3 separate regions of the Sus scrofa genome follow, and regions 2 and 3 are each linked to region 1. A link is a contact called in public promoter capture Hi-C data. All regions are on one chromosome and are shown on one strand. Each heading gives the region's core, a stretch centred on a gene start, on an enhancer-like site or on the middle of the called end of the contact. The rest is flanking DNA. Distances are from core to core; before and after follow the strand shown. Region 1 holds the start of C1R (complement C1r subcomponent). Region 2 holds the start of LPCAT3 (lysophospholipid acyltransferase 5). Region 3 holds the start of C1S (complement component 1, s subcomponent).

What was found. Promoter capture Hi-C pulls out the DNA fragments that hold promoters and counts their contacts.
Region 2: a promoter capture Hi-C map of fetal liver shows a contact between it and region 1, with 2.1 times the contacts expected there. The contact joins the promoter of LPCAT3 here to the promoter of C1R in region 1. A contact is called at or near these places in 2 of 5 promoter capture datasets (fetal liver and liver), 3 of 47 Hi-C or Micro-C datasets (heart right ventricle and liver) and 1 of 2 datasets of contacts at active chromatin or transcription factors (alveolar macrophages).
Region 3: a promoter capture Hi-C map of liver shows a contact between it and region 1, with 9 times the contacts expected there. The contact joins the promoter of C1S here to the promoter of C1R in region 1. A contact is called at or near these places in 2 of 5 promoter capture datasets (fetal liver and liver), 20 of 47 Hi-C or Micro-C datasets (alveolar macrophages, embryonic fibroblasts, epiblast stem cells and 10 more) and 1 of 2 datasets of contacts at active chromatin or transcription factors (skeletal muscle).

The regions. Positions count from the first base shown.
Region 1 is chr5:63,641,769-63,646,229 of Sscrofa11.1, reverse strand. C1R (complement C1r subcomponent) reads right to left here and starts at 2,133. Exons shown (of 11, transcript XM_021092408.1): 1 at 1,908-2,133; 2 at 951-1,179. The coding sequence starts at 1,909.
Region 2 is chr5:63,705,242-63,709,702 of Sscrofa11.1, reverse strand. LPCAT3 (lysophospholipid acyltransferase 5) reads right to left here and starts at 2,029. Exons shown (of 13, transcript XM_003355593.5): 1 at 1,491-2,029. The coding sequence starts at 1,641.
Region 3 is chr5:63,677,861-63,682,321 of Sscrofa11.1, reverse strand. C1S (complement component 1, s subcomponent) reads left to right here and starts at 2,597. Exons shown (of 11, transcript NM_001005349.1): 1 at 2,597-2,660; 2 at 2,899-3,106; 3 at 3,594-3,771. The coding sequence starts at 2,656.

The sequences.
Region 1 (4,461 bases), core at 884-3,383:
GACCCTTCCCGCCCTAGCACTGCCGATGTCTCAAGTCCTCTGGGCTAGGAAAACACATCCTGTTCATGTTCTTCTCTTATAATCTCCAGGGGTTCTCCTGGGCATAGTATTTATGGGCTGTATGTAGGCTCTACTTGAATCCTGAATCAAGAATCTTTTTCTTCTTCTTATTTTGTCTTTTTGACTTTTCTAGGGCCGCTCCCGTGGCAAATGGAGGTTCCCAGGCGAGGGGTCGAATCGGAGACATAGCCACCCGCCTACACCAGAGCCACAGCAATTCGGGATCCGAGCCGCGTCTGCGACCTACACCACAGCTCACGGCAACGCCGGATCGTTAACCCACTGAGCGAGGCCAGGGATTGAACCCGAAACCTCATCGTTCCTAGTCGGATTCGTTAGCCACTGTGCCATGACTGGGAACTCCGAGAGTCTCATTTTTATTGGATGTAGAAAGACGGGTCTAGGATGGGGCCCTTAGTCATTACAGGGGTTAGGGGATGAGCCCACTGTCCCCAATAAAGGCTCTGCTTGAGCCACCACCATGCACCGCTCCCTTCCCCTTGTCCCTGTGTTCCTGGTGAGGCAGGGAGCCACGGTGATACTCTCCATGGAAACAGGGAAACTGAGGCACAGCGGTTTCCCAAAGACTCCCACACGCGAGTAAGCAGATGGGGCAGGTGTTTCTGACTCCTGTAGACAGGATATTTCCTGAGGCTGGGGTTGGTTCCTTCCCTCTGTGTTTCTCCCCTCAGTGCCCACCGAGAGTCTCTAAACCAGTGGATGCCCATCCGTGGCATCGCTTGACACTCAGAACTCCACGTGACTCTCAGCTTTTACAGACTTGGGGCTGTGTCCCCAGGTGGGGAGTGTGTCCAGGGGGGTTGGAGCACAAGTCCCCAGCTTCCAGAGACCCCCAACTCTCTCTCTGCCCTCCTGACCGGACCCCCTACCTTGACATAGTCATAGAAACAGCCTTCCGAAGGCTCCAGGTCAAACTGCCAGAAGACCAGCTTCACCCTGTATCCCGTGGGGACTGTGATGACAGTGGTTGTCTCAAAGTTGTTGGGGTAAGGCTTGGGGTACCGAGGGGATGTCACCTCCCCAAAGAGCTTCTGAGGGAGGGGCGTGGTGCCCCCCAAGCTGTAGAACAGGCCTGGCACCAGGAGGTATACGAGCCACCTGCCAAAAAGAAAAATGGTGTCTATAGGGCTGGAGGGGTGCAGCAAGTGCCCTTGCTACCTGGGCAGTGGTCGCAGGGGGGGATGGGATGGTCATTTTCCTCTCTGTCCAGGCTAGACCTCACCGACATGTTCTGGGTGGGGAGGGTGGATTGGGGAGGCTGGTCAGCTGCTGCCCTGGCTGTTCCTCCCCAGAGCAGCGTCCAGTCCAGAGGTCATCTCACTCCCTCCACCTCTCTCCTCATCCTCCTCCCCTGCCTTGACCCATCCCTCCCCTCCCCTCCCCTCCCCTTCCTGGAATAGGGCTGGCTTGGGACCAGTTAATTGAGGGTGAGGGTTTCCCGTCATGGCTCCCTGAAAGGGCTTCCAAAGGTTCAGCAAAGGCCTCTGGGAGAAACCACCTATGGAAGGAGGCGTTGGGGGCACAGGACCCCCTTCTGGGGCAGAGTGGGTTCCGTCCATCTCACTGTTCCCTATGAGCTGGAGGAGGAAGGCACTGGACATCACTTTCTAGGTCTGGGGTCTCCTTTCATCCCCAGGAGGAGGGATGGGGGGTACGTGTTGGACTGTGTGCACGCGTGTGTGCATCGGAACGGATAAGGTATATGGGGAAGGGAAGGGTGTTCCCACCTCCCTGAATGAATTTGAGAGCAGGAATAAACCTCCCGTGCCCGGGGTTCTCCGCTCTGGCTTCTCCCTCCCTCCTTGGTCCCCATCAACCTTACTCACATTTCTCAAGGCCTCTCTGGGGATCCCTGGTTCTCCTGCAGCGGCTTCATCCACTCTGTGTCCAGGGAGAGCGCAGTCATGCAGAGGAGAGAAGGGGGAGGGAATGACCGTGGAGGGGGAAGGGGGGGGACCATTCCGGGAGAAATGTTGTAAGGAACTAACTATTTGCATAAACAAAACCAAAAAAAAAAAGTCTGTTTCCAATTTGATTTAGTTTTGGTTTTGAAATCCCTGATGGTGCTGCCACCTGCTGGCCATGTGGGGAAGGGCTAGAGATGGGTCTGCAGTTTTAAGGGACTGGAAAGCCTTTGGTGGGAGGCCCAGACTTTCACTTCCACATCTGATGGGAGTTTCACCTTTCTTCACCTCTCTAGGCACTGCTGCTCTGTTTCGGGGGTTCCTACCCAGTGGAAATTGCAGTTGAGAGGGACTCTCTTTCCTGGACCGCCCTTCTCCTTTAACCCTGTGCTTCCTGCCCAAGTTACCCAGCTAACCAGCTGCTATGGTCCAGGCATGGCCAGGCTTTCAATGCCCAGGATGATGCGACAGGAATAAGGCTGAGAGCTGGGCAGTGCAGGAGGGCACAGTGGAATGAAGCTTGGTTGCCCTGGGATCTTGATCTCCTTCACTCCTCAGTGACACAGAACAGGGGTCGCTGGGACCCCAAAGCAGCACTGGAGTCTGTGTTAAGACCTTTCCTCTCCACCTCAGTGCACTCAGGCCTGGAGTTCCCGTTGTGGCTCAGTGGGTTAAGAACCCGACTAGGTCTTGTACCTGCATCTTTCTTCATTGTTGGGTCTATGGTCCTCGCCTTACTGGAAACTTCAGCCCAAGATCACTGCAGGAATTTATAAACAAGTTTGTCTTCTTCAAAAACAAACAAACAAACAAACAAACAAACAAAACAAAACAAAACAAACAAAGGACCCCTACTAGTATCCATGAGGATGCAGGTTTGATTCCTGCTCTTGCTCAGTGAGTTAAGGATCTAGCATTCTTGCAAGCTTCAGCATGTTGCAGATGCAGCTTGGATCCGGTGATGCTAAGGCCAGCAGCTATGTGGCTCCGATTTTATCCCTAGCCTGGGAACCTCCACATGCCATGGGTGTGGCCCTAAAAAGACGAAAAAATAAAAATAAAAAAATTAAAAATTAAAGAGAAAAATGCACTCATGGCTGCCCATGAACTTGTCTAAGGAGGGGATAGAGACATCTTTTTTTTTTTTTTTTTTTTTTTGCCTTTTGGTTTTTAGGGCTGAACCTGTGGCACATGGAGTTTCCCAGGCTAGGGGTCAAGTTGGAGCTGCAGCTGCCAGCCTACACCACAGCCACAGCAAGTTGGGATCTGAGCCGAATCTATGACCTACACCACAGCTCATGGCAATGCCAGATCCTTAACCCACTGAGCAAGGCCAGAGATCAAACCTGCATCCTCGTGGATACCAGTAGGGTTCGTTAACCACTGAGCCACTATGGGAAGTCTGAGACATCCTTTTTTCTTCAGCCTCTGGTCAAGAGTTCGAACCTCTAAGGGTTGCAGCTGCCTAAGGGCTTGGCAAACAGTGTGGCTGTGGGCGGAGACAGACTCGGTCTTTCTGAGAGGAAGCCAGGCCCACCAGAGGAGGAAGGGCCCTTGTCTCGCCTGACCTCCAGGCCATTGTGTTCTGTTTTAAAAGTTTGCTCTGGAGTTCCCTGGTGGTACAGGGGGTTAAGGATCCAGGGTTGTTACTGTTGCAGTTGGGGTCGCTGCTGTGGCTCGGGTTCGATCCCTGGCAAGGGAATTTCTGCATGCTGCAGGGGCAGCAAAAAATAAATAAATAAATAATAAAAAGAGAGAGAGAGAGAGAGAGAGAGAGAGATTGCTCTTTGGGGAAGTCTTTCTTCAGCTCTGCCCGGCTCAGATACCCTATGGTGTTGTGTTCCACAGGGAGGCTCAGATGGCAGAACAGGCTCCTGAATTCTCAGGCCTCGTAGTCACTCCTGCTTGTTTCCCCTACTAGACTAATCCCTCCATCTCTTCACCCACCCACCGGCTCACTTATCCACTTGTAGCTGCCCATTTCTTGTGCCAGGCACTTTCCCCAGCAGTGGGCTCATGAAGATGCGGCAGCTCCCCATTTGGCAGTGACCAGGTCATCACGGAATGGAGTTTAAGAGCTGGCATGTGAAAGAGGCAGTGTCAAGCCAGGTTGGAGGGTTCCCCCAGCAGGCTGATATGTCAGGGCTGAGGAGTGAATCCGCTGGCAGGGCTGAGCCATGACGTGACCTGTAGCTTTGTCAGGTGAAGAAGGACAAAAGAGAGGGGAGAAGGATAAGGACCAGATCGGGGGGCAAGAAAGAAGGAGAATCTTGTCCAGCAAATTGCACATTAGTATACACACATTAGCAGTGTGTCTGTGTCATGTGTTTACCACGGGGGCAGGATGGCAGATGTACAGGTGAAGAGGAGATGGTCCAAGAAGGTAAATCCTGGAGGAAGCTCTCCCATCCGTCCTAGGGATTCTGAGCTCTGTCCTGGTACCATGTGACCTGACTGTAAACCGACAAGCCTGGAC
Region 2 (4,461 bases), core at 780-3,279, 64 kb before region 1:
GCCTCGCTCAGTAGGTCGGGGATCCGGAGCTGCTGTGGCTGCGGTGTAGGCCAGCTGCCGTAGCTCCGATTGGACCCCTAACCTGGGAACCTCCATATGCCGAGGGTTCAGCGCTAAAAGGCAATAAAATAAAATACAATTTTACAATTCTATAAGGGAGAGAAAATGTGACCCTCATTTGGAAGAAAGGAAGATTGTCTAGGTTTGATGTGTAATAGGTGAAGGACGTGATATTACCCAAGGTTGTTTAAATATGAATTAATGCTTCTCCCATTATCTAGATCTAGTTAACACCCTTAGATGATATTAAATGTCAGCATCTCTACTGACTACTGGATAAATTCCAAATTTCTTTCTGGCATTTAAGGCTTTCCACATCTGCCCAACTTTATCTCAAATTTCTTGTAGTGCAGACCTGCTCTTGCCCCTCTGTTTTGTTTGCTAAATTCCTCCCACCCCTGCTCTCCTAAAGTCCCATAACCTTCATAAAATCTTCCAACTACTCAAATATTGACAAATCAGCTCCTAACTTTTGAATTCCTACAAGACTTTACAGCAATCCTATCAGATAGGCATTATTGTCCTCATTTCATAAATAAGAACACTGAGACTCAGACAGGTTATGTGGTTGGCCCGGGGTCCCACAGTTTGTAAGCAGCAGCAAGGCTGGATCTGATTCGTTTGCCTTCTAAGTCTACACACTTTTTTCCCCCCTCATTGTCATGCTGCTTCCTTGTATTAAAAAAACCATGGAGGAAGAATGCAATAAAAAAGCCTATAAACCAGGTATAACACAGTCTGTTGTGACATAAATTCAGATATACCACATCCTTTGAACCACGTGGATAACAACCGCTTGGGGTAGCATGGATAGTTTTTAAGGGGTTGCCAGTCCTGTTTCCCAAGCCCAGTACTAAAATGATATTCCAGGGTAAATGACAGGTGGGTGGTTAAGGAAAAGAAAAAGCAATATGGTATAAGAAGAAAACACGAGAAACTGGACAAAAAGAGGAAAGTGTAATACAAGCTGGCAATGCACAAAATAGAGATTCAGAATGTGCAAGTATGGAGCGTGGGGCTGAGGGGGCCCTTAGGACTAAAATAGCTAAGTTAGGGGGCCTATACCTGCCAATAAGAAGCGCGCGTGTGAGAGGGTTGATATTAATACCAGCAGTACACATGGACAGAGAGTAGAACTCAAGAGAGACAAATAAGGACAGGTCGTGGGGACACCGGATAGAGCATGGCAGGATGAGAGGGTGGTGGCGCCAAATGAGGGGCCAGAAGGGTACAGTAGGGGTCGAAGGGAAAGGTGAAGAGGTTCAGAGGGCACAGCGCCCCCAGACTCGAGACTAGACTTGTATCCCTCTCCAGAGCTGGTTGGTGTGTTCTAGGATTCACATTCGCACCCCACACAGCCCTCCCGGTGGGGCCGGGAAGAGGGGGAGGTCACGCCCCGGTTCCCCGGGGACTCCGCGAGGGGTCCTTACCTAGGAAGATGGAGAGGATGAGCCGCAGCGCCTGTTCTGACGCGCCCAGGGACGTCGCCAACTTGTTAAGGCTCAGCTCCTGGAGAACCCACCGCAGCACTCCTGCCAGCTCCACCACCGCTCCCACGTCCCCCTCGGCTGCGGACGCCATCTTAGCTCCGGGCGCCCCCCAGGGACCCCTCGGCTCCGCGCGCCCCGAATGTGGGCACAACGCTGGAGCTTCACCCCCAATTCCGGCCCGGAGCCCGCCCACGGCGTGCGCATTGGCTGTGGGCCCGCCCAGCGGCTTCAGACTCAGCCGATCATTGGCCGGCCCGGGAAGGGGGCGGGGCCTCACGCAGCAAGGTAGGCAGGGGGCGGGGCTGAGCGGTTGTAAGGCAAAGGTGACTCTGGCCAGAATGAACGCGGGGCAGGCCGGGGGCGGGGCTTGGTACAGGGAACCAGACCTGCGATTGGAAAAGTCTGAAGCAGCGCCTGTACAACTCAGTTCCAGCAGCTCAGGGGAGGAGTCGGGGCGTGCTGGTGTCCGGCCGGCTCGTGCACTGCCTCCCTATTGGCTGAGACGGAGCAGGCGAGAGTCGGGGCGGGGGGGTGCCGTCACCCGACCGCGAGGTTACTCTCGGTCGCCGGCGCGCCGGGGTTACTGGGGCATGTAGCGGGAGGGCGGGAATTTCTGCGGCGGCCTCGCAAGCGCCTCCTAACGGCGCCGCCGGCCGTTCTTAAACCGTTAGATACGCCGCCGCCTTCCCTCCCAGGCTTTGCCTGCTCCTATTTCCTGCTACGTCCTGTATTAAAATGTTACCTCGAGGGATGAAATTGATATGCCGATTTAATCATTATTTTAATTAAAAATTGAACTAGTTTGTCACTATTACAGGTACAAGGTAAAAGAGCAAAGAGGGTAGAAACTGAGGACAAAATAAAAGCCCTTTTTTCCCACCTTGCTTCTCATTCTTACTTTGTACAGGTAACCACTATTTCAGATAAGAAAAGCAAAATGTGGAGTTCCCATTGTGGCACAGCGGAAACGAATTTTACTAGTATCCGTGAGGATGCCGGTTTGATCCCTGGCCTTGCTAAGTGGGTTAAGAATCCGGTGTTGGGATGAGCTATGGTGTAGGTCACAGACTCAGCTGGAATATGACGTTGCTGTGGCTGTGGTGTAGGCCAGCAGCTGTAGTTCTGATTCAGCTCCTAGCCTGGGAACTTCCATATGTCAGGAGTGCAGCCCTAAAAAGCAAAACAAACCAACAAACACCTTAGAATAACAAAATGTGCCAAGACCAGTGCTGGACCCAATGCCATGGAGTGTGGATTGATGGTAATATAAAGCGATCCTGGACTTATAATTGCAAACTAGGGGAAGTGTCCCTGAAGGAAAGGGACAAGTTCCTATGAGAGTATGTAACAAAGGAACACCAAGAGTTTCCAGTAATAGCTGGAATTTGTGGAGCATCGGTGCACAATTAACCGCTTACACTGCTATAGCACTTCACACTTTGTGCAGCACTGATATCCACAGTAGTTCACTTAATTGATTATGAAACAGGATATTTATTATTATGATATCCTCTTACAGATGCAGAGGCTTGGAGAAATTAAGGAAAGTGGCAGGGACAACTGAAACCCAAGTCTGTTAAACTTCACTTCCCTCCCCCTTTGTGGGAAGAAAATATAAAAAATAAGAAATATTCAGAAAAGTCAAGAATAATATAACTTGGAGTTCCCATGGTGGCTCAGCAGTTAACAAGCCCGACAAGGATTCATGAAGAAGTGGGTTCGCTCCCTGGCCTCGCTCAGTGGATTAAGGATTAAGCATGGCTGTGGCTGTGGTGTAGCCCGGCAGCTGCAGATCCGATTCAGCCCCTAGTCTGGGAACCTCCGTATGCCACCAGTACGGCCCTAAAAAAAAAAAAAAAAAAAAAAAGTAGTAATATCACTTCCCACAGGTTAAGAAACAAACATCACATGTACAGCTGAAGAGCCTGATGTATCTCTTCCTGTGGCATTTCCCTCCTTCTCTTGTTGGAAGTCACCATCTTGCTGACTTTGGTACTTATCAACCCCATGCCTACTATGATGCTTTATACAATGTCTATATCTGGAAACAATTATAGTTTTGCATGCTTTTAAACTTTATATTATAAAATATTACAGTGAATGTATCATTTTGCTACTTGTTTTTATGCTTAACATCTTTATTGAGTGGTATTCACATTCTTTTTTTTTTTTTTTTTTTGCCATTTCTAGGGCTGCTTCTGTGGCATATGGAGGTTCCCAGGCTAGGGGTCGAATCGGAGCTGTAGCCACCAGCCTATGCCAGAGCCACAGCAACGCGGGATCTGAGCTGAGTCTGCAACCTACACCACAGCTCACGGCAAGGCCGGATCCTTAACCCACTGAGCAAGGCCAAGGATCGAACCTGCAACCTCATGGTTCCTAGTTGGATTCGTTAACCACCAAGCCACGACAGGAACTCTGGTATTCATATTCTTACATGTAGCTCTGATGCAATCATTTTAACTGTGATATAATAATTGCACTGTATGATTATTCACAATTTTTCATGGTCATGTTGAGGAATACTGGAATCGTTTCTTATTTGTGTATGTCTTTTACTACAAACATTGCTGTTGTGGACATTCTCCATTAAACAACAGTGAAACTTTCTCTAGGGCTGTAGCTCCAAACTTTTTTTTTTTTAATTAACTAGGATCCACTGTAGGAAACACATTGTTATACTCACATATTCATACACTACACAACAAATGTGTATACTACTCACACTACACACACACGCTACATACTGCAGTGCTATGTATGTATTCTCTGATCATTTCTCATCTATTTTTTTTTTCTTTTTATGGCCACTCCTGTGGCATATGGAAGTTCCTGGGCTAGGGGTTGAATAGGAGCTGCAACTGCTGGCCTGCATCACAGCATAGCAGTGCCAGATCCAAGCCGCCTGTGT
Region 3 (4,461 bases), core at 1,348-3,847, 36 kb before region 1:
GGATAGCCTTGTGGTTAGGACTCGGTGCTCTCACTGCTGCAGCCTGGGCTCGATCCCTGGTCTGGGAACTGAGATCCCACATCAAGCTGCTGCATGCCATGGCCAAAAAAAATCCATAAATTCTGAATTTTGAAGCATATCTGGACCCATGGGTTATGGATAAAGAACCCTGGATTGTATGTGAACTGTGGGTTGATTAGTGGATATAATTTAGATGTTGGGAGATGTGGCAGGGATTTTAGCAAGAGTAAAAAAGCATCATCCCATATCAGCTTGGGTCTAGGTATAATTCATTATCGAATCATTCCGTTTGCTTTAAAGGCAGAGATGATTTGCATTTCTTTCTTTCTTTCTCTCTCTATCCCCTTCCTTCCTTCCTTCCTTCCTTCCTTCCTTCCTTCTTTCGTTTGCTTTTTAGGGCTGCACCTGCAGCATATGGAAGTTCCTGGGCTAGGGGTTGAATCAGAGCTGCTGCTGCCTGCCTACACCACAGCTCATAGCAATGCCAGATCTTTAACCCACTGAGCGAGGCCAGGGATCGAACCTGCATCGTCATGGATACTGGTTGGGTTCTTAACCCGCTGAGCCACGACGGGAACTCTGACCTGCATCTCTGATAACGGCTCTCCTTTCGTTTGTGATTCCTATGCAGTTGGAGGGCTGGACTTTTCTGGGTTTCGCTTTTCCCCACAGTATTAATCCCTTCCTTTTCCTACAAATCACCTGACTTCCCCAAAAACTCTGCAGCACACCCTTTGGCTAAAAAAGAGTGTTAGGCAATCGGTGAAATTCCCAGATTCCTCCTCTCAACCCCAGCAGCCTGGGATAGAGGAATCTCAGGCTTGAGAGAATATGCAGTTCTTGTTTCAAAAGCAGAGGGAGCTCCAAGATCAAGGCTGAGCTCCCCTTTCCCTAAGTCATGGTCTCCCAGCCCCCTCCTTGTTTGGATCAGGGAATTTCAGACATGCACACTGGAGTAGAGAATCACAGGGACAGAATCAGCCCAGGGAGGCCGGCGGAGGTTCCTGCAGAGGGGGTGCCTGGGCCCTGTGCTGCTCTTCCTGGGGGCCGGCAGGGTCGCCGGGCATGCCCACTGGCAAGAGAGAGGGGACTGACCCGCTTGCTCCCATCAGCTTCTGAAGGTAAAAACCTTGAAATCGAAGAGCAGAGCTTTGATGGAGGAAAAAGGAAGGCAGAAAACTTTATATAAGAAGGTTTGGGGCAAAGAGGGAGGGCTGGAAAGAGCAGAACAAAAAGAAGGCAGAATATAGACCCCTTATTTCTCAGGTTGACTCTCTCCACCCCAGTGTCACCTCACCACCTATCACTGTTTTCAGGGTTAGAAACATATTTGGCAGGACTTTTTGGAACTGTGGGGGAAATGCCTTGTCTTTTTAGTAAAGTTAAAAAAAAACCAAAACTTGGAAAAATGACCTGGGAAATTGAGGGAATACTTTTCCTCTCTTTTTATGTTTCCTGTCATTCAGATGTACCTTTTCTTCTTCCCCACCCAAGCTTGTCTCAAGACCACTTCTCCCCAGGTTTTTCCCTGGGAAAAGAAGCTCATTCCTCCATCAGTGGTCATTTGGGGCATCCACAGAAATCCATGCACTAATAAACATAGTCAAGAGAGCTAGTTCGAAGTGATAAGGGGTGGGGGGGTGTTTTTTTTTTTTTTTGCTTTGCTTTGCTTTTTTTAAGGGCTGCACTCATGGCATATGGAAGGTTCCAGGCTAGGGGTCCAGCTGGAATCAGAGCTGCAGCCACCGGCCTACACTGCAGCCACAGCAATGCCAGATCCTTAACCCACTGAGCAAGGCCAGGGATAGAATTCTCATCTTTATGGATACCAGTCAGGTTCATTGCCACTGAGCCATGACGGGAACTCCAAGGGGGGAGCCCAGTGTTAAGGAGAGGGGAGACCCGTCCTAGGAGGATGGTCATGAGGGGGAAAGACTCCTGAACACCTGAGTAGAAATGGGGATATGGTTCTCTGAGAGCAAGAGAGAGGCTGATAGGGTTGGGGCTGGAGGGGACAGTTGGGGGTGAGGAAGGAAAACAGAGGAAGAGGAAAACTCGAGAGAGAGTACTTCTCATTTTGGAGAAAACTTGGGAGAAGGTCCCGAGAAACCACAGGAGAGGGATAAGATTTAGTTTCAATTTAGAACCAGGAAGGAGTTCCCGCTGTGGTGCAGTGGGTTAAGAATCTGACTGCAGTGGCTCAGGTGGATGTGGAGATGCGGTTTCAATCCTGGCCCGGTGCAGTAGGTTAAAGGATCCAGCGTGGCTTCAGGTGTGGTGTAGGTCTTGGCTGCAGCTTGGATTCCATCTCTGGCCTGGGACCTTCCATATGCCTTGGGTGAGGCCATTAAAAAAAAAAAAAAAAAACCACAAAAAAAACTAAACCAAACCAAACAAAATTTAGAAACAGGGAGCATGTGAGAGGATGGGTGTCAGGGGCAATGATTAGTGATATCCTTCTGTTTACTCTCTGTGTTATTTTTGCCAAGGGGACACTGATCCTTCACTGCTTCAGCAGGTATCTGTGTTTGTTGGACAAATACACAGCCTGGCACCTCTTTGGCTCCAAAGTCCAGAGGTGCCAAGAGCCAGGACCAAAAGAGCTGTTCACCAGGGATGGACAAATTGCCAGGGATGTGGTAAGTGATCAGGAATCCACAGGGATGTACACAGACTCAGTTCCCTTCATCTTCTCAAGAAAATGGTTCAGATCTGAAGCCTGGGTTTTGCTTTAATGGGGCCTTTTGGCTTCATTCCCACCCAAGCGTCTCCTCTATGGGCTGGTGCCCTTCTCCTTTCCCCTCCCTTCTCCCTGCACTCGTCCGTTGGCACCTGCATCACCCACCTCTCCATGTGTCTTTTTTTTTTTTTTTTCAGGTGCATTGTCCTACTTTCCCTTTTGGCGTGGGTTGATGCCGAGCCGACTATGTATGGGGAGATCCTGTCCCCCAACTATCCTCAGGCTTACCCCAATGAGGTAGAGAAATCTTGGGATATAGAAGTTCCTGAAGGGTACGGGATCCACCTTTACTTCACCCACCTGGACATAGAGCTGTCAGAGAACTGTGCATATGACTCAGTGCAGGTATGTTCTTTTTTTTTTTTTTTTTTTTTTTTTTGTCTTTTTGCCATTTCTAGGGCCATTCCTGCAGCATATGGAGGTTCCCAGGCTAGGGATCGAATTGGAGCTGTAGCCACTGGCCTACGCCAGAGCCACAGCAACACAGGATCCGAGCTGCGTCTGCGACCTACACCATAGCTCACGGCAAGGCCGGATCCTTAACCCACTGAGCAAGGCCAGGGATTGAACCTGCAACCTCATGGTTCCCAGTCAGATTCATTAACCACTGAGCCACGATGGGAACTCCAGTGCAGGTATGTTCTAATAAGCACATAAAGGATGGGGCTGGGGTTGGGGGCTGGAAGGAGAGGTTGCCAGCAGGAGTGCCCCTGGTATGCAGTGAGCTGGAGTCACAAAGTCCTCCTGTGGGAAATGGTCTCATCTTTCCCCCTTTGCTCTGACCTTCCTACCAAAATATCCATTCCCAGCCTCTTTTTGACTCTTCTCTTAGATAAAGTCAGGAGGACGTGAAGAAGGGAAACTCTGTGGACAGAAGACCAGCAAGAACCCCAAGTCCGCAGTGGTGGAAGAGTTCCAAGTCCCGTATAACAAACTCCAGGTGATTTTTACGTCGGATTTCTCCAATGAGGAGCGTTTCACTGGGTTTGCCGCCTACTACGTTGCCGTAGGTAAGGCTCTTCCTTCTCCGTGTACCTCACTGATCCAGCTACAAGATTGAAAACAGGACAAACATTGAGCAATGCAAGGAGTGAGGATTCTGTTTATAACTCTTATGAAGGGTTGGCTTGGATCCCTCCATGAATCACATTTGTGAAATACAAACACATAATCGTATCTTGGTGGTGATACGATGATAGCAGCACAAATAGATAATAAACAGGAACTTACTGAGAACCACTGTGAACTGGGCACTGTGTTAGGAATTTTACCTATATTAATTTAATCTTCACCTCAACTCTTTTCTTTTGTCTTTCTTTTTTTGGTCTTTTTAATGCCACACCTGTGGCAGATGGTGGTTCCCAGGCTAGGGGTTGAATAGGAGCTACGGCGGCTGGCCTGTGCACAGCCACAGCAACGCAGGATCCGAGCCACCTCTGCGACCTACACCACAGCTCACGGCAATGCCAGGTCCTTAACCCACTGAGCGAGACCAGGGATCCAACCCGAAACCTCATGGTTCCTAGTTGGATTGCTTTCCACTGCACCATGATGGAAACGCCTTCACCTCAACTCTTATAGTGGGTGTTATCTCCGCTTAAAGATAAGGCAAGTCAGGACTAAGAAAGTTAAATAACTTGCAGAGACTCATAGAAGGAATGTAGAGTATTCAAACCCATTTAATGTATGGCAAACAAACA